4 separate regions of the Mus musculus genome follow, and regions 1, 3 and 4 are each linked to region 2. A link is a contact called in public promoter capture Hi-C data. All regions are on one chromosome and are shown on one strand. The core of a region is the stretch at or near the end of the contact, and the rest is flanking DNA. Distances in the headings are between cores, read along the strand shown.

The links. Promoter capture Hi-C pulls out the DNA fragments that hold promoters and counts their contacts.
Region 1: a promoter capture Hi-C map of pre-B cells shows a contact between it and region 2, with 2.2 times the contacts expected there. The contact joins the promoter of Clcn6 here to the promoter of Park7 in region 2. A contact is called at or near these places in 2 of 39 promoter capture datasets (erythroid cells and pre-B cells).
Region 3: a promoter capture Hi-C map of pre-B cells shows a contact between it and region 2, with 3 times the contacts expected there. The contact joins the promoter of Tardbp here to the promoter of Park7 in region 2. A contact is called at or near these places in 1 of 39 promoter capture datasets (pre-B cells) and 1 of 9 other capture datasets (liver).
Region 4: a promoter capture Hi-C map of pre-B cells shows a contact between it and region 2, with 4 times the contacts expected there. The contact joins the promoter of Ubiad1 here to the promoter of Park7 in region 2. A contact is called at or near these places in 7 of 39 promoter capture datasets (the C10 cell line, erythroid cells, fetal liver and 3 more), 1 of 484 Hi-C or Micro-C datasets (B cells) and 1 of 9 other capture datasets (liver).

What each region holds. Positions count from the first base shown.
Region 1 is chr4:148,037,385-148,040,546 of GRCm38.p6, forward strand. Clcn6 (chloride channel, voltage-sensitive 6) reads right to left here and starts at 1,429. Exons shown (of 23, transcript NM_011929.3): 1 at 1,297-1,429; 2 at 530-589. The coding sequence starts at 1,383. Mthfr (methylenetetrahydrofolate reductase) reads left to right here and starts at 1,693. Exons shown (of 12, transcript NM_010840.3): 1 at 1,693-1,748. RefSeq lists promoters at 1,143-1,781, 1,592-1,781, 2,034-3,162.
Region 2 is chr4:150,908,439-150,911,760 of GRCm38.p6, forward strand. It overlaps Park7 (Parkinson disease (autosomal recessive, early onset) 7), which reads right to left and starts at 1,483. Exons shown (of 7, transcript NM_020569.3): 1 at 1,345-1,483.
Region 3 is chr4:148,624,893-148,628,458 of GRCm38.p6, forward strand. It overlaps Tardbp (TAR DNA binding protein), which reads right to left and starts at 2,104. Exons shown (of 6, transcript NM_145556.4): 1 at 1,789-2,104; 2 at 233-484. The coding sequence starts at 470.
Region 4 is chr4:148,443,229-148,446,674 of GRCm38.p6, forward strand. Ubiad1 (UbiA prenyltransferase domain containing 1) reads right to left here and starts at 1,532. Exons shown (of 2, transcript NM_027873.3): 1 at 700-1,532. The coding sequence starts at 1,222. It also overlaps the pseudogene Gm23303.

The DNA.
Region 1 (3,162 bases), core at 179-2,678, 2.9 Mb before region 2:
CCGTGTCCGAAGACAGCTACAGTATACTCATATACATTAATTAAATAAATAAATCTTTTTCAAAAAATAAGAGGTTGGGATAGGATTGATGGAGCAGCCTTTGTGAGTCTCCAGAAGAGCTCTTCCCATCTCAGCCTCCCAAGTCCAGTGGCAAACTAAAAGGAACCACAACATGTGGCCCCACACTCTTCAAAGTTTCATATCTGAAACTGGAAACTATAATCCAGAATAGGGCAGAAGAGAGAGAGGCAAGGTCTCCTCACAGCTCACGAGAGAGACTGTTTTGAGCACTCACAGGGAAGAGCTTCGACCCTGGGTCCCTGGAAGGTTTAATGGCAAACACGCTCTATATCCAGGCAGAACTGGAATGCATCACCACCAGACTGTGGGACCAGGTTAAGGACTTGCTAGGCAGTCATCTCCCCCATTCCCTGAGGCAGAGGGTCAAAGAGCATCTCTGGTTGGAGGCCTGAAGCACTCAGTCCTCTCACTACACCAGTTACCCAGGACAGCATCTGGAACACCTCACCTCATAGTCTTTCCTTGGAAGAATCTCATCCTCTTCTTCCTGTGTCTCCCCAAGGATGGTCTAGAAAAACAGATTCACAGAATGGAGATCTTTTAATGGGTTAAGGGTACAAGGAGGGTAGTATTATTAAAATCGAAATTAGCTAGAGCCATCTTCAAAGAGGAACAATGTTTCAAAACCATGAGCTCTACATTTCTATTGATCGGCGAATTCTTTAAATCGTAATGCTCACCTTCAGGACACCTGAAAGATGTCTGATGGCAGCTTCGTTGGAGGAGAAAATTCGTGTTTCATTTGACAATAGACTGACTACGGAATCGGGGGGAATGAATCAATTCTGAGAACACAACTCAAGTTTTCCCAGCTTGCTTTGCACGGGGAAGCTGGATCACCAGTGACCCAGAAAGAGTGAAGGGTAGAGAATAAGAACAGGCCAGAGAAACTACACCAACGGCATGGGCGTCACGTCCCGCGCAAGGGCTCATTCTACAATGCTTGCTTCGTTCAAAACTCAAAGAGAATATGGACGGCATTAATTCAAGCTGGCCGAGGCCCTCCCTCGGAGTCCAGAGAGAGGTTATAGAACAGAACTCTGGCTGGGGCACGCGGAGGTAAGCTGGATGCTTCCCGAGCCCAGGCAGCGGTCTCCGGGCCCCACCCGCTGCCACCTGCAGGCGCGGTCCGGCGCGGCCCCACCCCCGGCAACGCCTCTTGTCATCCTGTCATCCCTCCGTAGCCACCCCTTCCCCAGCCAGGCAGCCGCTCACCAGCTCCTCGGGGGTGCGGCTCTCCCGTTCACCGCAGCAGCAACACCACCGGCAGCAGCAGCACACGGACCCCCTGCACCCCGCCATCTTCCTCCTTTGCTGCCGCTCCGGACCACCTAGGCCAACCCCCCTCCCACCCAGGATCCGCGCCTCACGTGACTGGCCCCGGGAGGGTCACGTGGCCCTCTCGAGCTCTGGGTCCGGAGACAGGGAGTGGCTGCAGACGGGTGGGGCGAGGGCTCGCGTCACATGACGCAGTACTTGGCTGGCTTCCCCTGAGACCTCTGGGCGCGGCCATGTTGGGGCGGGACTTCCGGCCGTCGTCTCGTCTCGTAGATGTGGCTTCCGCCTGCCGCTCGTCCTGTTTCCCTTAGCAACCGACAGCTCCGCCCCGCCTTCTTCGCCAGCCCTAGGGAGGTGGCACCCTCGCCGCCACCGATCTGACGCAAGAGGTAACGCAAAAGGCTTGGGACGCTGCGGATAGATTCGCAGAGTCGGGAACACACCACCGCAAGCTAGACCTGTGGGCAGGCGGTTAGGTGCTGGCCGGCCCTTTGCACGTGAAGGCTCCTTAGGGCCTATGAATACTCATGGAGGCTGTCACCCCAGCCCCACTACCTGCAGGAAGGTATCTCAAAGTTAAAGGAATCCTGGATCTGGGGCAGTGATCCAGACCCTGCAGCCTTCTGGGACCCGCATCCCCGCCACGGCCTGTGACCCATTGACCAGGTGACCCGATTACCATCCCTCAGGCCATGGTGGCTGCCTGCCATAGTGTCTGTCTGTCTAGCTCTCTCGCTCGCTCTCTGGGATTTTGTTTGGTTTGGTTTGGTTTTCGCGACAGATTCTCTGTGTAGCCCTAGCTGTTCTGAAACTCTCTGTAGATCAGGCCTCGAACTCCGAGATCCATTGCCTCCTGCGAGCTGAGATTAAATATGTGCGTTGTCATGCCTGGTTGCCATAGTCTCTTAAACCCATCTCCCTGACAGCATCTGGAAAGGAAGAGTGGACCGACCATTAGTTTCAACGCCCAGGTGTCCATAGCATCCTGCAGTTCACATGCATCTATCACAACTCTTCCGGGAGTGGTGGGCTCAGTGTTTGTCAGTCTTATTTAAATGATCAGTAGGTGGCAGCGAGGCATTTTGAGATTGGTGTGGAGGTCTTGGCAGTTTTGAGCCCAGTGAGTACTGCCTGTTTTACTACTCTGCCAGGCACTGGCGATGCCACGCCTGAGACTGGTCTTTCTGGTCCAGTCACAGGCAGGGGACTGGACAGTAGAAGGGTAAACAAATTTGTCGGTTCACAGGCTCATCCTTGTGTGATTTGGGAGCTCAACTAATAATGGATAGGGGGTGGGAACTGTTAGAAATGCTTAAACCGAGCCGGGTGTGATGGCGCACGCCTTTAATCCCAACACTCAGGAGGCAGAGGCAGGCGGATTTCTGAGTTTGAGGCCAGCCTGGTCTACAAAGTGAGTTCCAAGACATCCAGGGCTCTACAGAAAAACCCTGTCTCGAAAAACCAGAAAAAAAAACAAAAATGCTTAAACCTTGGAGCGGTTTGCTGTGCCTGAGTCAGCTCCTCCGGTTTTGTTCCAGCAGTGAAAACGAGGCATTTCCCTTGGGTGGAGGAGGAAGGCCTTTGAAGGCCTTTCTCACTCTCCATGAGAACCTGGCAGTTTTAGGTCAGAACAGAAGTGGGACAGATAGATTGGGAGTAACACTGGCACTAAGTCTGGAGTCCAGGAGGGGAAAGAGCAATGGATTTCTTCCGATTCTTGAAGCTGAGACCCAAAATGGTACACTGACTTAAGAGGTGGAAGTTTCTGGAAAGAAACAAACCTGACCTGGTTTCTCTGTTGCT
Region 2 (3,322 bases), core at 233-2,732:
AAAAAAAGTGTTCAAAATGTTGCCTCTGTAACAACCATCTGTTCACGCAGAGTAAATAACTTCTGTGTGACAGGTTGGGATCCATGGAAGCAAGCAGCTTAGATTAAAACTGGTTCACATGGCAGAGTTTCAGCACTCTAATCCCGGGATGAAAACAGGGTGGCTGGGGTGGGTAGTCTGTGGCTAAGAGCACTGGATCAAGGTTTAGTTCCCAGCACCCACAGGGCTGCTCCCAATTGTCTGCATCTCCAGGTCCAGGGGATACAGCGCCCTCTTCTGGCCTCTGCACATACATATATGCAAGCAGAATGCTGATACATCAAAATTAAATCCTTGCATGCCTTTAATCCCAGCACTCGGGAGGCAGAGGCAGGTGGAGTTCTGAGTTCGAGGCCAGCCTGGTCTACAAAGTGAGTTCCAGGACAGCCAGGGCTATACAGAGAAATCCTGTCTCGAAAAACAAACAAACAAACAAACAAACACCAACCAACCAAAATCTAAATCCTTTAAAAAAAATAATAAATGTGGGATTGCCAATGTGTGCTAGTATTCTTTGCATTTTCCCTTACTGTGCTTTCTTAGGACCAATCTCTAACGAAGACAGGTCACATAACGGGCCCTGCATATCAGTCACACTGTGGAGAGGCTGGTTTTCTTAAAATACTCTGAAGGAGGGAGGGAGGGAAGGAAAAGAATAAGAGAAATAAGAGAAAGAGAGAAGGGGAGGGGAGGGGGAGCGAGTCGAGCGCACACCTTTAGTCTCAGCGCTTGGGAGGAAGAGACAGAGACAGGAGTATCTATCTGTGAGTTCGAGGCCAGCCTGGTCTACAGCGTGAGTTCCATGATAGCCAGGGTTACAGAGAAACCCTGTCTCAAAAAACCCAAACCAAAACAAAAAAGCAAAGCAAAACAAAAAACCCCAAATCCACAATTTCACTGGTAAAAAACCAACTTGTAAATTTCGAAGGTTTTGTTCTTGTTGTTGATGTTCCAATAAACTGCTAAAATGTCAGGACCGGGTTGGGGGAGTCCAAAGGTGCTAAATCTCTGACCACACTGCTAATGATTAATAAAGATGGACTATCTCTTTAGGAGGTCAGCCCTGCTGCGGCCGGGAACAGCTAGCCGCCACTCGGAGGCACTTTCCGCGTGCTTTCCCTGCACGCTCCCCACGCATCACAACTTTGGTCAAGCCTTCCAGTAACTGCGCTCGCTCCAACCCGGAGGATGCTGTGCAGAGCCTGGCCCGGCATGCACTGCGGCCGCTGCCCCCAGCCCGCCCAGCCGGGACCCTCCGGGGCAGCGGGCGGATCACAGCCCGGCCTCTAGCCCCAGGGCGCTGACCTGCAGCCGCGCCTCCTCCACCCACGCGAAGCCACCGCTAGTCCGCAGGAACCTCGCACCCGACGTGTACCCAGCACGCATGCGCGCCACCCGCACTGAGGCTGCGCACAACCCCTCGCTTCCGCCTCGGCCTGCGTCATGTCCGGCTGAGCCCAGGCCCCGGGGTGGGGGTGGGGGGAGGAGCGAATAGAGGCTACTGCGGCTGCGCAGCGCTTGTACCATCTCGCCCCCAGACAACGGTACCGCCCACCCTGCGGGCGCCTGCGCAATTGCCCCTCTCTGCCTCTTCGACGTTTAAGTTGATAGTGGTTCCGAGTTTGAGGCCTGGCTGGGCTACAGCCTGAACCCCACACTTGTAATCCTAGCACATGCGAATTCACAGGCTGAAGTTCAGTCATTTTTGGAAGCCGTCTTACATTACGGTTTTTGTGGACCGTTTGCCTTTCTTGCCCCTTACTGTGACATCCCCTCTATTTGCCCCTGGCCTGCTAGTCTTCGTTCCACGTCATCCCAGGCCTGTCCCTCCCAGCTAGGCCTGGTCACCCTGTCCCCTGGGTCACAGGACGGTGTCAAGCTTTAAGAGCTCTTGCTGGTTTTGCAAAGGACCCAGGTTCGGTTCCCAGCATCCATTTGGGGAGACTCACCACTGCCTAACTCCGGATCCTGAGGATCTAATGCCATCTTCTGACCTCCACGGGCACTGCACTCATATGCACACAAATAATAAAATGTCCTACTGCACCCTCGGGTTGGAGCAATGCTATCATCTACGATAAGATAAATTATTTAATTATCTCATTTTATTTCAGCTTTTTACACTTCTGGGTTGACAGTTACTGTGTGTGCATCTCAACCTGTGCCAAAGGGTGCACGTGGAAACTCACAGAAGACCACTCGCCTTAGTGTGTTCTTTCTTTACTACAAGGTCTCGGATGGAACTCAAATCCTCCGGTGTGTGGCAAGCACCCTTACCTGTCGAGCCCTCCCACCGGCTCTCTCCTGAGTTTTTAATAGTTATCTTTCAGCTTACAGGAGGGAGACCCACCCTCACCTGGTCCTATCTGTACCCACCTCAGAGAAAGCCAGCTCGTTTGGCAAGTCTCAGTACTTTTTATACAAACCCCCGACAGGATATAAACTTGCTTTCCTTCCTATATGGAGATTGAATACCTCACATACATTGGCTGACCTCCATCATAGGTTCATATTGGAAATCTTATAAACTGGAAATTCTTTTTTTTTTTTTTTTTTTTTTTTTGGTTTTTCGAGACAGGGTTTCTCTGTGTAGCCCTGGCTGTCCTGGAACTCACTTTGTAGACCAGGCTGGCCTCGAACTCAGAAATCCGCCTGCCTCTGCCTCCCGAATGCTGGGATTAAAGGCGTGTGCCACCACGCCCAGCTTCAAACTGGAAATTCTTACAGTAGGAGTAGTTTAATTCTTAAAAATTGCTAAGTCATGTATATATACAATAAAACTTGGGCAACTGCTTTAGGAGTTGTGGAATGGACTGGTTCTTCACTATGTGCAAAGGGAAAAGACAGAGCCAGCCCCTTCAGCTTTGAAGGTACGGAAAGCTGGAGTGACAGAAAGAAGACCAGGACAGCTTGTCAGATGTGAGCTTCAAGATCCACAGAGGGTGTTGGGCTTGGTGGCTCATGCCTGCAACCCCAAGTACTTAAGTAAGGAGTGAAACCTGCCTCCAGGGGAACACAGGCCCTTGTCTCTTCCCTTAGGGCTTAATTCAGTGGTGCAGTCCAGGACCCCACTAGGACACTCCATGAAGGCAGCTTCACCTTGAGAAGGTGTGCATCTCCTTTCTGGAGTCTCTGGAATGGAAAGGCAGAACTGTTCCTTTTTCTTCTGTTTCTCTTTCTGACGCTGGCTTCCTCACTCTTTTCTAAAGCTCCTCTCCGCATCGTGTAGCTGCCTGCTACCATGTGCTGACCCCTGCAGCCATGTGCTGACCTCAGTGCCATC
Region 3 (3,566 bases), core at 854-3,353, 2.3 Mb before region 2:
TACTTAAACTGCTGACCTGCCAGAGTAGTCTAAGTCTAAACAAAGTTTATGAAAAAGTTAGGGTCATAGGAAACATTCCTCCATAACGACCAAACCCTCAAGTTGGAGCTCAACAATAGACTATTCTCCCAGCACACATGAAGCCCTGGATATTATAGTCTCACTTAAATTAAGATGGCACGGAAGTCTAACCATGGCCAGCAATACAGCAAAACCAAAATGATTAACAAACCTTTGGGATAGTTGACAACATATACCAGATTGCCCCAGCCAGCATCTGGGGCATGCAGAATTCCTTCCACCAGTCGGACTCCTCTCATACACTGAGACACGGGATTCCGGTAGCGCAGGCCGCATGCCCCTGGAAACTGGGCTGTAACTGTGGACAGCAACACCGTCCCATCGTCTTCTGATGGTATTTCAATGGGTTCATCGTTCTCATCTTCTGTTACCCGAATATATTCAGACATCTTTGCTTAAATCTCTTAAAGGAAAAAGAAATGAGCAAGAAAATCAGAGGAGTTATCTTTTCATAATTGGCTATTATCACACCACTTTATTCCCACTTCCTGAAAAGATTCCTGCTACCTAAAATGTTTCTTTTGCCATCCCTGAAAAAAAAATAGAGAAAAGGTATTTTCTAAAATAAAAATGTGATTTTGGGGGCTGTTGAGATGGCTCAGTGGGTAAGAGCACCCGACTGCTCTTCAGAAGGTCCAGAGTTCAAATCCCAGCAACCACATGGTGGCTCACAACCATCCGCAACAAGATCTGACTCCCTCTTCTGGAGTGTCTGAAGACAGCTACAGTGTACTTACATATATTAATAAAATAAATCTTTAAAAAAAAATGTGATTTTTGTCGAGCACGATAACCCACGCCTTTAATCTCAGCACTCTTGAGGCAGGCAGATCTTTTTGAGTTCGAGGCTGGCCTAGTCTACTGAGTTCCGGGGCAGCCACAGGGAAAACCGGTGTTCATGTGGCGCTCTGCCCGCCAGTTCTATTTTCTCAGCGCACACTATAAGCTTCCGGTGCTAAAATGGCAACAGTGTTACCATGTGGCCCGTTGGCTACAAAGCCAGACAAAAACAAGGTGTTAAAGAACTAAGTATCTGCCCCGATTTTTTTTCTTGCACTCGTCATTTCTTACCTGGAGCGCACAGATTACAGGCTACCGTATTTCGTAACCATTCTGAATTAAGTTTCTTCTATAGCCTGGACCTGAATCGGGTTTAGCACGTGCTTTAACGTGGAAAAAACCAGCCAAGCATTGGGATCTGAGGAACCCTCCCTGTGCTGGTGGAGCACGAACACCGACATCAGAACAGTTATCTAGCAGTTCTGGTGCTCATCCTCGGAAAGGTCTGGCTAAAGTTAGGCGTCGAGGGAGCAACGACGGCTACTCCGGGAGGTAGGCCGCCGCTTCCCAGAAGGCCGTGCGCGACAGACAACGTTGATGATTTTCCCCCCCTTTCAACTGGGCCCAGGGTGGGGCCCGCGGAGGTCCAAGTCCCATGGTGACAACAGTTATTCTCAAAAGCGACAATCTACAGGGACTAGGACGCCTGGAAACCCGGGGCGGCCACACACTTCCGCCCGTGGCTTCACAGCCAAGCAGAGGCCCGGCGTCCCGCTCCGGCTACTGCCCGCGCTTAGGCCTTAACGACGCGGCTGCGCGAGGCCAACCAGGCCCCGCTCTACCGCTCCCTCCCCGCGGCGCAGGCCGCACCGGGCCTCTCCGAAGCAACACTCGAGGCACGCAGGCCGGCCTTGGCGACCAACCTACCCGCTAGGCCACTGCTAGGAAGCACAAGGAGGAAGCACAGACGGGAAGGAATCCGACAACAGCCGCGCTACCGCTCCGTGCCCACAAAATGGCGCTAGGGCCGCCTCCCGCCCTCGCCCGCCTTCGGCCTCTCCCACTGGCTTCCCTGCAGGAGGGGCGCTCTCCGAGGGAAGCCACAGGCGCTCTCTCCTCCCAGAGGCTCGGATGCTAGCAGGCTCTTCGGCGTATAGAAAAAAGTAAAGAAACGCAACAATGAAAACAGCTGGGTCTGAAAAACTGACAGATGAAGGACAGAACGGCCACTCGGCCTTCCGAGTCCCCCTACGTAACGCGGTAGATGGCTTCGCCTGACCAACGGCCGGCCCTAGTCGAGGAGCTCGCGCGCGCCGAGAATGCGCGAGACTAGCGCAGGCCGGGACTGGGGCGGCAGGGGCGGGGCTAGGAGGGAAAGGGGGCGGAGCCTGCGACTGAACGCGTAAGGGCTTGGGGGGGAATCCCTGGGAACCCTGGGTTCCTAGTCTAAAGGCGACTCTTAAATGTCTTCTGCCTTTGCTCGTTAATTTCCAACGTGGAAACATTAACTTTGATCTGCAAAATGGTCCCTGTTCTAAGTACTATTTTGTATCAAGTACCTTTTAGCACTCTCTGGCTCTAGGGGGAGAAAAACAAACCAGAATCTTGTGAATGGCAGGCAAGTGTCTTCCCATTGACCTTGGGCTTAGCCATCAGATACTGTTTTAGAGACAGGGATCTCAAAGTCACTGTGTAGCCCAGGCTGTCCTTTAACTCATCAAGGCTGCCAAGTGTGGATGCTGCCCTAGCAGTCTACACGATAGTCGTGATACTCTCTCCTCTTTCAATAAGTGAAGAAACTGAGGCACAGAGTTGAGTACCTTGCATGAAGTCACCATGAGAAAGAGGCCCCACTAGGGTCTGAATCCTACAGCAAAAAACTACTTGGATGTTTCAGTATTTCGGTTCCAGTTGACGAGTCCTAGTATAACTTTAAAAAGGCTGAAGGCTAGCTCTACCACCAAGCAGCAGATGTAGACTCTTTACTCAGGGTTGGAATTTCTTGGTGTATCAGATTCAAAGCTTAGGCACAAAGGTTTTACACAGTTGCTTTATTTACTGAAACTGGGTCTTGCTGTACAGAACAGGCTGGCCTTGAGCTTGCTGGGTTCCTCCTGCCTCTGCCTCCCTTCTGGGAGGAATGGGGTAGGATTGCAGATCACCATCAGGCCAAGCCTTCCCACTTTAAGTTTATAAATGAATTCATTTCCTCCTCACAGCTACCTTGTAAGAAGATGGCATTGGAAGAACAGATGTTAATGTCTAGCCCCTAACTTCCATTAGAGCCCAGGCTGGCCAGGAACTCCTGGCCTGTCCTCCTGCCTCAACCATCTGAGTGCTGGGATTATAGGCATGAGTCCTTCCACCCAGCATTATTTACTTTTTGGTTTTGAACTTAACAAACAAACAAACAAAACAGGATTTCTGCGTAGTCTTTGGCTGGCTTAGAACTTACTGTGTAGACCAGGCTGGCCTCAGATTTGCTATGCCTTTCCTGAATCTGCGCCTTCAGTGTTGGGATTACAGGTGTGAGTCACCAAAATGGTTTTTTGTTTGTCTCCTAAGACAAGGTTTCATACAGCAGAGCCTGGGCCTGGCCTCCTGACTGTCCGGGATTACAGACCTGTGCTACCATGCCTGGAAAAGTCAAGAACTTTAACAGTAGTTTAAAAGGATGATTGCATTTTTTTTTTTTGATTTTTTTT
Region 4 (3,446 bases), core at 282-2,781, 2.5 Mb before region 2:
ATGTGTGCTGATGCCAACTGGGGCTCCAAGGGGGTGTTGGATCTCATGAAGCTGAAGTTAAATATGTTTGTCAGGCACCCAACATGGGTGCTGGGAACAGAACATGGGTCCTCTATAAAAGCAGTTTTATATATAGTGCAGTTGAGTTTCCCACCTTTGGGGAAATCACAGGGGTCAGCATATTGGAGTACAATAGAGAAGTCTTGGCCAGGAAAACCACCTTTGAGATCATGGCATCTCCCTTGCCAGGTAAGTATGAACATTTATTTATTTCTGTATTTTATGTACATGAATGCTCTGTTTGCACTGTAAGCCTGCATGCCAGAAGAGGGAATCAGATCCCATTACAGATGGCTGTGAGCCACCATGTGGTTGCTGGGAATTGAACTCAGGACCTGTGGAAGAGCAGCCTGTGCTCTTAACCACTAAGCCAACTGTAGGGGGGTCTCCAGCCCACAGTAAGAGATCTTAAAGGCTAAGCCATGTCTCCATCGGGGGAGCAGTGTTCATAATCCACTGCCAAACCAGTATTTTCACAACTTAAGGTTTCAAAGTATCCACGATACACACATTTTGGATTTCCAGTCAAGTGGCCTACTTTAGTAAGGCGTCTTTGACACGTCTACCATTCCTATGGAAGGTAGCAGTTTCCAGTTTAGGCAACTGGGACCTTAGAGCAGGAAACAGGCCAATTCTTACCTCCTGTGTAGAGAAAGGAGCCAGACAGGCCTCCGAAGTAGATGAGAGCCAAGTGTTCCAATTTCAGAGCGGACAGGTAGTAGAGGCAAGCAGCACAGACGCAGCCCAAGGTGTAGAGGAAGACTCCAAATCGAACAACATCCTGGGGCTCCAGAATTCTGTCCACCAAAGTTCTGTCATCACTCTTTTTGTGGTCAATGCCCTTGGAAAAGTCATAGTATGTGTTGACCAAATTGCCGGCCCCGTGTACAGCCAGGACAGCCACTGCACAACCCAACAACAGCCTGGGATCCAGGACACCCTGAGACCTGTAGGCCAAGGCACTGCCCAGGGCCACAGGGGTGAGTGAGGCACTGAAGCTCCAGGGCCTCAGGGCCAACACGTAGGAGGCGCACTTGTGCCTCCAGGATCGTTCGGGAAGCCTGTCCTGCTCGGGCCATTCGTTCTTCTGCGGGTCCCCGACCTTGGCTGTCTCTCCTGCCAGGATATTAATCTTCTCCCCCGGGGCCTGTACCGCAGCCATGGAAGCTACACGTGGCTAAAGTCAATTCTAAAAGTGAGCCACTCAAGGGGACCGCCCCAGGACGGAGACAGGCGGGACAGCCTGGCCTGACCTTTCTCTGGTTCCGCCCCCGGTCAGGGTTTGGGAGGCGGGGAAAACTGAAGACAGCAACCAGGCCATGCACCGCCACGGGGCCAGCGGCGCTGCCCGCCCACCTGTCACCTGAGCGAAGCCTGTCTGGGGTCGCTTCCCCCGTGCCACAACTCAATAACCCGCCTCAGCCCGCAACCCCTATCGGGCGGACGGCGCCGCCATCTTGTGCGTCGGCCTCAGGAGGCCGGCCCGGAAACTCGGACCTGGGGCGGGCAGGGCCCGGTGAAGGCCGGCGAGGGGCGTGGTCGGAGAGGGGTGTGGTCAAAGGCCAGAGCCCAGGTTCAACAAATTAGCTAAAAGCAAGTCACTGGAAAGAAGCAGCTGTTTAGCCCTCCTGGGATTTCAGGGCGTGTCGCTTTGCGTTATACTGGGCAGGTTCACTTACTGAAATAAGAAATAAGACTCATTTGTGGTTACCCCAATACATCCTACGTTGAAAGTATTGTGCGCATTGCTGGGCTGGTGGTGCATCCTTATGGCCCTAGAACTTGGGAGACGACGACAGGAAGAGAATTCAAGGACATCCCTTATTATATAGTGAGTTTGAAGCCAACTCAAGCTTCGTGAGATTATCTTTTTGTTTGGTTTTCGGTTTTCAAGACAAAGTTTCTCAGTGTATGTAGCCCTGGCTGTCCTGGAACTCACGCTGTAGACCAGGCTGGCCACGAACTCAGATTTACCTGCCTCTGCCTCCCAGGAGCTGAGTAAGATTAAAGGTGTGTGCCACCACCACCCTGCAAAAAGGAGATGGAGAAGAGGGAAGGGAAGGAGAAAGGAAAGGAAATGGAAGGGAAGAGAGGAGAGACCGAAAGAAGAAAAGAGAAGTGTTCATAAGCCAAGAGCTTGGAAAAGAAAATGCGGTACTATGTGATGGAACATGTATGTATAGCTGGAAGAAAAAGAAGTAGGAAGCTTTCTGTGTACTAAGATGTAAAGACCTACATGGTTTTTTGCTTTGTTTCTGGAGACAGGGCCAGGACTGATGGCTCAGCGGTTAAGAGCATTAGCTGCCCTTCCAAAGAACAGGGTTTGATTCCTAGCACCCCCAAGAGCTCACAACTGCTTGTATCTCCAGTTCCAGGGGATCTGACCCCCTATTCTGGCCTTTAAAGGCACCAGGCATGCATACATGCAAGAAGATCACACTAGATATACATATATACAGGCAAAACACCTATTCATAAAAAATCCAATAATAAAATGGCAGGGGCCTATATAGCTCAGGCTGGCTAGAAATTGGCAATGTAGCCCATAATGACCTTGAAATTTTGATCCAACCTTGAATCTCCTCCAACTCCCTGAGTGCTGGAATTACAAGCATTCACCCACACTTGGTTTTATGGGGTGCTGGGGATTCCACATGCTAGGCAGATAATCTACTATCTGAGCTACATCCCAACCCTACACCCTGCAGGCTTTTGTGAACATCCTAACGTGGGAACTGCCCCTGAGTCCTGTGAAAGAACAGCTGGTACTCAACGAGAGTTGAAATGTTGGAGGGAGGGGATGCTGCGATGGGGATGTAAAGTGAATTTTAAAAAATAAATGATCAGGAAAAATTAAAAACCACAAAAAACCCACACAGATGTTAGGCCAGGCAAGGTGGCACATGCCTTTTAGTCTAACACTCCAGAGGCAAGAGGATCGGTCAGTTCAAGGCCAGTCTGGTTTACATAGTGAGTTCCAGGACAGTTGAGGGACTGTCCAGTTTACATAGTGAGGCCCTATCTCAAAACACCGGAAACAAAACAAACAGTGAAAAAACAAGTTGAGGCTGGGCAAGGAGGTGAACACTTGGTAATCCCAGCAGTGGAAGAAGGGGCATGGTGGGGGGTGGGAGTCAGAGACAGGTCACAAATAGGAGGCCCTAAGAAATTCCTTTTATGTCTTTTGTCTGGCATTTAGACAAAACCCAGCATTCCTCCAGGAGCTTGAAGACATAGTTCCTAATTGCTAAAAGGGGTCATTCTTATAAATCTGAGGGCTTCCATTAACATATGACTAAGGTGAGAAGTTAGCCTCTAGACTCCCTCAGACCCTACTCAAGAGTCTCCATGGCAGCTCAAGGGCTCCTTTTCCCCCAGGTACACAG